2 separate regions of the Mus musculus genome follow, and region 2 is linked to region 1. A link is a contact called in public HiChIP or PLAC-seq data. All regions are on one chromosome and are shown on one strand. Each heading gives the region's core, a stretch centred on a gene start, on an enhancer-like site or on the middle of the called end of the contact. The rest is flanking DNA. Distances are from core to core; before and after follow the strand shown. Region 1 has its middle 18 kb from the start of Gm38876. Region 2 overlaps Gm36355 (a long non-coding RNA gene).

Region 1 (4,277 bases), core at 244-2,743:
GGAGGTCAGGCAGGTTTGAGCCTCTCCACACTTCCCAAAGGAGGTTTAACAGGGTGATGCTCCGTCTTGTTCCAGTGCTGGCACTGTGGGTAAGCATGCCACGTTCTGGCCTGTGTTGGGGGAGGGGCTAGTATGAGTACCATGATTTCTTCACTTTCCTCCTTTTTCTGGTAACTTGTTTCAAACAGCCTCTGAGCGTGATGGTGAGCGTGCATCAGGTCCTTCAGCTAGGGGGGACTGGTGTCCCTCCCGTGTGGAAAATGTGTCTTGTGAGAAAGATGAGGTTCTGGGATGTGTGGTAGAGCTGAAAGCTGTGAATTCCATGTTAATGAGCCTGCAGATGTCCAGTAAGATGTGTTTAAGCAGAACTACACTTTGAAACAAGGCTGCCTATTAGTCAGTTGGCAAAATGTGTCTAGAGGCTGAAAGGAACCCCATTGAATATTTATGGAGTTTGAAATTTTTTTATTTGTTTTTATTTATGTGCAAATGTGTGCTTGTCTGTGTGTGTCCCACATGTGTGCAGAGTCCATTGAGGCTAGAAAAGGGTGCTAAAGCCCACAGAACTAGACGTATAGATCATGTGAGCTGCCATGTGGGTGCTGTGAACTGAAGCCAGGTCCTCTAAGAGTATGGAGTTAACTGCCCACTCTGCTCTCCAGCCCCAGTTCACGGTGGCTTCACAGAACTTCATTGTAGTAGGTTAAGAGAGCTAACTACAGTTACTAGTAGCAGTGGCCAGTATGGCCTAATGCTGTTGTAGATCCTGAGTTAGAAGACTTATCTAGGTTTTGACAGGCTGAGAATTGAGGCCAGAAGAGGGTGTGGGATACCCTGGAGCTGGAGTTACAGGTGATTGTGAGTCATACAGTTCACTTTCATGTAGGCTGACGACAGTGTTGAAAAATGCCAAGAATTGGGAGTCTGCTCACGAAGTCTTCAGCTTTTAGACACAGTATGTCAGTGTGTGCCTGTCACATGGTGTACTCTCCTTGGGTTCCCTGAGGGAGATGAATGAACTCCAGGCAGCAGAAAGAATGTATGTTGGCAGCAGGTAGCACTGCACAAGGGTCATGGAGTGTACTGAGAGTTTGGCTTTGCACTATGGCCACGATGGTTCAGGTGGCTCACAGTCTATGCTATGCATTTGTACTGTGGAGGCTGAGAATGAGCTGTGTAGTCAGGGCTGAGCCGGTAGCTCAGGGTGGAACGGTTTCCTAGTGTACTTAAGGCCCTGGATTCTATGCTCAGCACTTTGAAAAAGCAGGGTTTTGTTTTTTGTTTTTTGTTTTTTTTCCGTGCTAATGGCATTGCAGTGACTGAGGTGGTTAGACATTGCATGGTAGCACTGTCTACAATCTGAGATCAGTGAGAAGATGAGACACAAGTCGCATCCCCTCCCTTTCTGTGGGGCTGAGGAATGCTGCAGAGTGGAGCCTTGGGCCACTGTAGCATGAGGAAACACTACGTACTTAAGCAGGACATTCCTTTAGGATTCTGGCCCAGAACAGTGCCCCTTTGTTCAGCCCAAGTGCACTGAGGTCTTCTGTGCTAGGCAGAGGGAGGCAGAGACAACTATGGGTAGAGATGAATTGATGCAGCGTCTTGCTACTCCTCCCTGAAGCCCAACGAACCCAACTAGAAGGGTAGGAGGGTGAAGCAACCTAGAGGATACTCATCTCCTGCAGAGGTGTCATGGGAGGGGCCTCGAGCTCTTGCAGGAAAGGGGACATACCTGGAGCAGCTGGACCACATTATAGGACCATGGGGCCCATTGCCAACAGTACTGGCTCGTGCTGTGCAGCTCATTATGGAGGTTAATAAGTACCTGGGAGAACCCTCATGAGGACTTTAAATATGCGTGTATATTTTAAATTCATAGGCCATGTGGGGATAATTCCTGTATTCCAGGCATCTGCCCTGATGGATTTTCAGACATGATGATGTATAGACATAAGGAGATAGGTCTAAGTCAAAGCTGACCAATTCCCTGCCATCCCGGATGCTTCCAAGGATAGCTATGTGGGTCAGTTGCCATGCTTGGACATGCCCAGGGATGGAAAGCTGGGGTGTCAAAGGCTCCCCTGTAGATGTTCCTTAGTGGCACTCCTGCAGAAAGAGTGATTTTTAATAGGCTGTAATTCCACTGTGGAGATGGAGACAGGAAGATATCTGGCTAGCCAAGTTTAGCCAAATCAGCAAGGTCCAGGCTAGTGGTAAACCCGGTTTCGACAGGTAGGGTAGAGAGTGATTGCAGAAGACACCTGGTGCTGACTTGTGTATTGATATGTGTGTATTGAATGGTCACCACACACAACACACACATATCTTAAACAAAACAAAACATAGTAAAAAGAGGAAGGGGTGGATGGGAGAGAATGGCTTGTGGGTACCAAGTTACAGAGGGGAAGTCATTTTGGTGTCCTGAAGTCTGAAATTAAAGGCGAGTCCCACCATGCCCGGGCATCATTGCTTTTAAGGGACTGTCTTACTTTCCTGTTGCTGTGATAGCATATCATGGCTAGAAGCAACTTGAGGAAGAAAAACTTTATTTTGGCTTACAGGTTCAGAGGGCTAGAGACCTTGTTGCAAGGAAGACATAGGGGAACAGGAAGCCAGATGATCATGTGATCTTTTTTTGTTGTTTTTGTGTGTTTGTTTTTTTGTTTGTTTGTTTTGTTTTTCGAGACAGGGTTTCTCTGTGTAGCCCTGGCTGTTCTGGAACTCACTTTGTAGACCAGGCTGGCCTCAAGCTCAGAAATCTGCCTGCCTCTGCCTCCCAAGTGCTGGGATTAAAGGCGTGTGCCACCACTGCCCGGCGATGATCTTGTTTTTATCCACAAACAGGAAGCAGGGAGGACACAGTAAGGGAAGGCCACAGATCCTAGGAGCCCACCTCTCAGTGATCTGGCAAAGCTTGACCTCCCGAGGCTTCCAGAATCTCCCCTGACCAGTGCTACAGTCAGGAAGCAAGTGTCCATGGGCTGTGTATGCACATTTCTTGTTCAAACCACCACAGGGACAGGGGGCCTGGAGAGAAGGTGAGGGGCTGGCCATCCCATTGGCTTTAGATATCTGCAGCAAAGCCTAGCACATACTGGCCTTTCTGTGATTAAACTGGTTTACTGATACTAGGCTGTGTTGATTTAACAAAGGTTAAATCACGAGAAGACAGGAAAAAGGGACACAAATAGGACATATATTTTTAGCAAGAAGAATAGAGAGGGGTGGTCTGAGAATGGCTGTGAACAGGGAGAGTGTGTGTTTCGAGGACTGTGGGAGCCGCAGTTGTCTGTGGTCTCTAGAATTTGGTGACAGTTTGGCCGTCTCTTCATCTCATCTTCCTCATTAGCTACCGTGAGTATAAGCCACTCCCAGAGAGGGAATTCACCTTTTGGTTTCTGTGCTGTCTAAATCTGCTGCTATTGGATAGAAAATGAAGAGGCCTGGTGAAGCCCTCTTAAGCTCTTGATGGCCCAGAAGGCCACGGGCCCAGCCAATGCTCCCACTCTGGCTTGTGCCACTGCTTCTGACTGGAGGAGGGTGAGCTGGCAGCGGTCCTGGCAGAGGAATGGTTGAGACTGCTGATGGAACAGGGCTATCAGGACCTGGGGGTTATTTAGCCATGTGCAGCTGGAGATTGGGGAAGCCATCGAGTGTCCCCAGGACAGTTTCTAACATGTGGCAGGAAATTCAGACAGCCTGACTGTAACTTCTGCCATTCCCATCTCCACCAGTGACCATGGTGGCTAAAGAAGGTTGTTCCAGGCTGGCAAATCTACATGGAAAGTGGACGTCGTCACTGGTGCTCCTTGGACAGAGCTAGTCAGCTCCTTACCTTCCATTATGGAAATCTCCTGGAAACCTTCCAAGACACATACCTTGAATTCCATTCCTTTACTTGGGAAAAAAAAAAAGTCAAATAGCTGTCATAATTCTGTTCCCAAGGCAGATGCTCTGGCCCCTTTGGTGGCTGAAAAGGCACAGATTCTTATTTATTTATTTTGGTTTTTCGAGACAGGGTTTCTCTGTAGCCCTGGCTGTCCTGGAACTCACTCTGTAGACCAGGCTGGCCTCGAACTCAGAAATCCGCCTGCCTCTGCCTCCCAAGTGCTGGGATTAAAGGCATGTGCCACCATGCCCAGCAAGGCATAGATTCTTATTTTGGTGTGGAAGGGGAAAATGGCTTTCAGGTTTTGTTGTTGAACTTCACGTTAGCAATGAATACTGCTGAGTTTTAATCGCTAGCTTTGGAGTTGGAGACCTCTTCCTCTCTC
Region 2 (3,973 bases), core at 791-3,290, 570 kb before region 1:
TTTATAACTACCACCCTTGCTTCCTGATAAGGGCTTCAAGTAGCTTCAAGATTTTAGTTTTTATATTTCCATTCTAATAGAAATAATTATGTTAAAGTTGTAAGGTTTCGCTCGATTGTTTGTGGATATGTGTATGGGGTGCTTGTGTGGGAGGTCAGAGGACATCTTGCAGAAGCTGGTTTCTTCCGTCCTGCCATATGGGTCCAAGGGATTGAACTTAGTTGGTCAGACTTGCCTGCAAGTGCCTTTACCCTCTGAGCCCTCTCACCAGCCCAGGAATAATTATATTTATAAGCACATTATGACATCGTTTTACTGTTATAATTTATGCATGGTTCTCAGGAAGAAGACTGCTTTACAGAGTCAATGGCCCTAGAAGACAGTGAACTCAAGGTGCCTCTTACACAGATGAGGAGACAAGTCTAGACAGGCCAAAGGATCTGATACCCAAGGCTGTGGCAAACTAGAACTGCAATCTAAGTCTCTAAGCCTGGAAGGAAAAGTTGAGGCCCATGCAGTGAGGGATTGCCTGGTGTCCTTAGGAGTTTGCATCTTTTCACAAATGGACACCTGGAAGGCTCTGTGTGTGTGTGTGTGTGTGTGTGTGTGTGTGTGTGTGTGTGACTCAGTCCAGCTTGGACTGTGGAGGTCTGGGGTGGAAAACAAGCCAGAGGGCCCAGGCTGAGCGGAAGAGGCTGTTACAAGCTGCAGGCAAGAGAGCCTCAGGCTTGCCCACCTTACATCCTGTTTCCTCCCAGCTCCCTGAGCAATCTTTCCACTTACGCTCACCCTCCTCCCAGAGCTCCTCTCTGATTCCTGCTCTCTCTCTGGTGCTGGGATTTGAACCCAGCACTTTATACTCGTTAGCCTTTTATTTTTCCCACCCTCTTTGCACTCTCAAGGGATTCAGTCACAGTGAGTCTTAACCTGCCAGAGGTCAGAGAGCTGAGTGGTCTAAAGACTAAGGAAAGAAAATCACACAGGCTCTGTGTACAAGTGCTCTGTGCAAGCAACACGGCATGGCATTTCACAGACCCCAGCCCTGCTTATGTTTGTGAACAACCAGGAAGGCAGACACCCTGAAGGTATCAGCTGTGCTTTGTAAATGTCCTGGGAATGGGTGTGCAGCTGAGGCAGGGAGGGGAGCCTGAGAGGGGACAGAGAGATGGCTCAGTGGTTAAGAGCACTGGCTGCTCTTCCAGAGGATCTGGGTTTGATTCCCAGCACCTACATAGCAGCTCACAACCATCTTTAACTCCAGTTCTGGGGAGAGCCAATGCTGTCCTCTGGCTCTTGAGAGTGCCAGGTACACACATGAAGCACGAACATACATGCATGGCTGGAAGAGATGTTGATTGACATGAGTTTCAGGCCAGCTCAGACTACAGAGTGAGACCCTGTCTCTAAACAACAACAACAACAACAACAACAACAACAACAACAACAACAACATAACCAGAAGGAAAAAAGGGGGGAACCCTAGGCCAGAGAGAGCCCCAAGTGACTGCAATGTCATCATTTTCCCTCCCTCCCTCCCTCCCTCCCTCCCTCCCTCCCTCCCTCCCTCCCTCCATGGGTTCCTCCCTCCTTCCCTCTCTCCTTCTTTCCCTCCCTTTTTCTCTCCCTCCTTCTCTGACTCTGTTGTTCAGGGTGCTCTCAAACTCTTGGGCTCAAGCCATCTCCCTGCCTCAGCCTCTTCAGCAGCTAGGATGACAGGGGCCTGCTCTGAATGCAGTAGTATTTATTTATCCTCCTTATTCTGAGCCAGAGTCCCATATAGCTCAGACTGGCTTCAAAGTCGTTACACAGCTGGGACTTGGGCTAGTGGGTTTGCCCCTCCCACTGGGGTTATAGGTATGCACCTACAGTAACATTTCTGACTCTCAACTCTGCCTCCGAAGAAAGACTGGATATGCAGGAAAGCAATAGAGAGAGACAGGAAGGATCCCAGAGGGAGGTCTCGGGTGCCTTTAGCCACGAGGCCTCATCATCAGCCCCTCCCTCCCCTCTTGCTTACCAAGCATCTCTCTGATTTGATTTGGCTTTCTGTGCCTACAGGGAACTTAAGTGTTGGCAGCGGGACACATGTATCCGGTCCCTTTGGCAGTGACATTTCTCATTGTAAATTAGTAAATTGGGAACAGATAGTCCACAGAAGAAGCCATGAAAATGACTAATATGTAACATAAAATTCTTCCTCTCTAGGATTCAAGGAAACATAGATTCAAACCCAAACCCAGATTGTCACCACCTACTCAGTCAGAAAAGACTTGTTTGTTATTTGTTTTGAGACAGGGTTTCTCTGCATAGCCCTGGCTCTCTTGACCAGGCTGGCCTCAAACTCACAAGACCTGCCTGCCTCTGCCTCCTGAGTTCTGAGATTAAAGGTGTGCATTACCACCACCACCTGGCTTAATATTTTAAATAAATAAATAAATAAATAAATAAATAGATAAAATAAGCAAATAAAAATTAGAAATAAATTAAAAATAAGTAAAAATATGGTGTGTGTGTGTGTGTGTGTGTGTAGATATGTCACATGAGTGCAGTCTGGTTGTGGAGTCAGAAGAGGGAGTCTGATTCACCTGGACCTGGAGTTACAGGCAGCTGTGAGCCAGCTGATTGGATGCTGGGGACCACACGCAGGTCCTCTGCAAGGGCAGTGTGTGCTCTTAACCCATAAGCCATTCTACAGCCCTAAACCTTAAAAACAAACAAACAAACAAACACCCAAAACTTTTTTGTTTTGTTTTTTTAAGACAGAGTTTGTGTAGCCTTGGCTGTTTTAGAATTTGCTTTGTAGACCAGGCTGGCCTTGAATTTAGAGATCTGCCCATCTCTGCCTCCCAGGTGTTGGGATTAAAGAAATGTGTCACCATCACCAGCCTCAAGACTTTTGAAGTAAAGCATATTGCAAGGGCAAACCCATGGCCAGCCTGTGGAGATCGTGTTGCCTGCGTGGCCCTGGGACACTGGGTCTCATAATGTAAGTTCTTCCGATTTATTTACTTACGTACATTTGCAGTGCTGGGAATGGAACTCAGGGTCTCTTGCATGCCAGGCAGGTGTTCTGACCCCTAGCTATGGCTCAGTCCCTCTCTGTGCAGTTCTTTACGATCAATTGATCAATTGAGACACTGTCACCTACCAGAGAGAAAGCTGAAGGAGGCGTGGAGAAGGCTCATACGTGCACAAGGCTGAGGACCTGAGCTCAAGACTCCAGAATCCACAGAAAAGTGGTAGCCTGGATGGTTGTAATCCCAGCATCCACTACTAAGAGATGGGAGGCAGCGACAGGAGAATGGATGGAAGGCCAGCTAGCCTGGCTTATGCAAGAACCAAGAGACCCTCCCTGTTGTAAACCAAGTGAAAAAAAATGAGGATCAATACCTGAAGTTTGTTCTTTGGCCTCTATAAGTGCATTGTGACACAAATGTGCCTACAACCCCACATAAGAACACACATATGCACATAGACAGACAGACAGACACACTACATGTGCATTTGTGGCACACATGTGTCAACAACCCTACACAAGAATACATACACGTGCACTGGCATACCTGTGTCTATACCCCAATACCAGAACACACACAAACACATACACATACTACATGTGCTCTGTGGCACACATGTGTCTACACACACACACACACACACACACACTCTATACGTACATTGCAGCATACATGTAACCACCACAAGAACATACACATGAACACACACACATACACACATACTACATGCACACTGTGGCATACATGTTCCTAACCCCCCCCACACACACACAAGAATATACATACACACATGCACACACACGTACACACAAACACACACTTCTGTGCATACACAGAACAGCTAGAAGAGCCACTTCCTGGATTGGTTCCCAAACATTTACTGAGCACCTACTGTGTGCAAAAGCTTACAAGACACAAGCAGGAGATGGGGCCACATAGTAGGGAGGGCAGAGGCC

Evidence for each region. HiChIP or PLAC-seq counts read pairs in DNA pulled down with a chosen protein or histone mark.
Region 2: an H3K4me3 HiChIP or PLAC-seq map of embryonic midbrain shows a contact between it and region 1, with 5 times the contacts expected there. The contact joins two enhancer-like sites. A contact is called at or near these places in 4 of 39 promoter capture datasets (the 3T3-L1 cell line, embryonic stem cells and hippocampal neurons), 4 of 484 Hi-C or Micro-C datasets (the N1E-115 cell line and embryonic stem cells), 11 of 115 datasets of contacts at active chromatin or transcription factors (the NIH/3T3 cell line, acute myeloid leukemia, craniofacial prominence and 8 more) and 1 of 9 other capture datasets (embryonic stem cells).

What each region holds. Positions count from the first base shown.
Region 1 is chr6:114,961,052-114,965,328 of GRCm38.p6, reverse strand. It overlaps a transcript of Vgll4 not described here. Among named protein-coding and RNA genes, the nearest start is that of Gm38876, 18 kb to the right of the region's middle. Within about 2 kb of position 1,493, at least 56 of the 459 cell types and tissues checked have an H3K27ac peak or open chromatin away from gene starts, as enhancers often do.
Region 2 is chr6:115,530,383-115,534,355 of GRCm38.p6, reverse strand. It overlaps Gm36355 (a long non-coding RNA gene), which reads left to right. Exons shown (of 7, transcript XR_869382.3): 6 at 2,851-2,986. Among named protein-coding and RNA genes, the nearest start is that of Gm36355, 12 kb to the left of the region's middle. Within about 2 kb of position 2,040, at least 4 of the 459 cell types and tissues checked have an H3K27ac peak or open chromatin away from gene starts, as enhancers often do.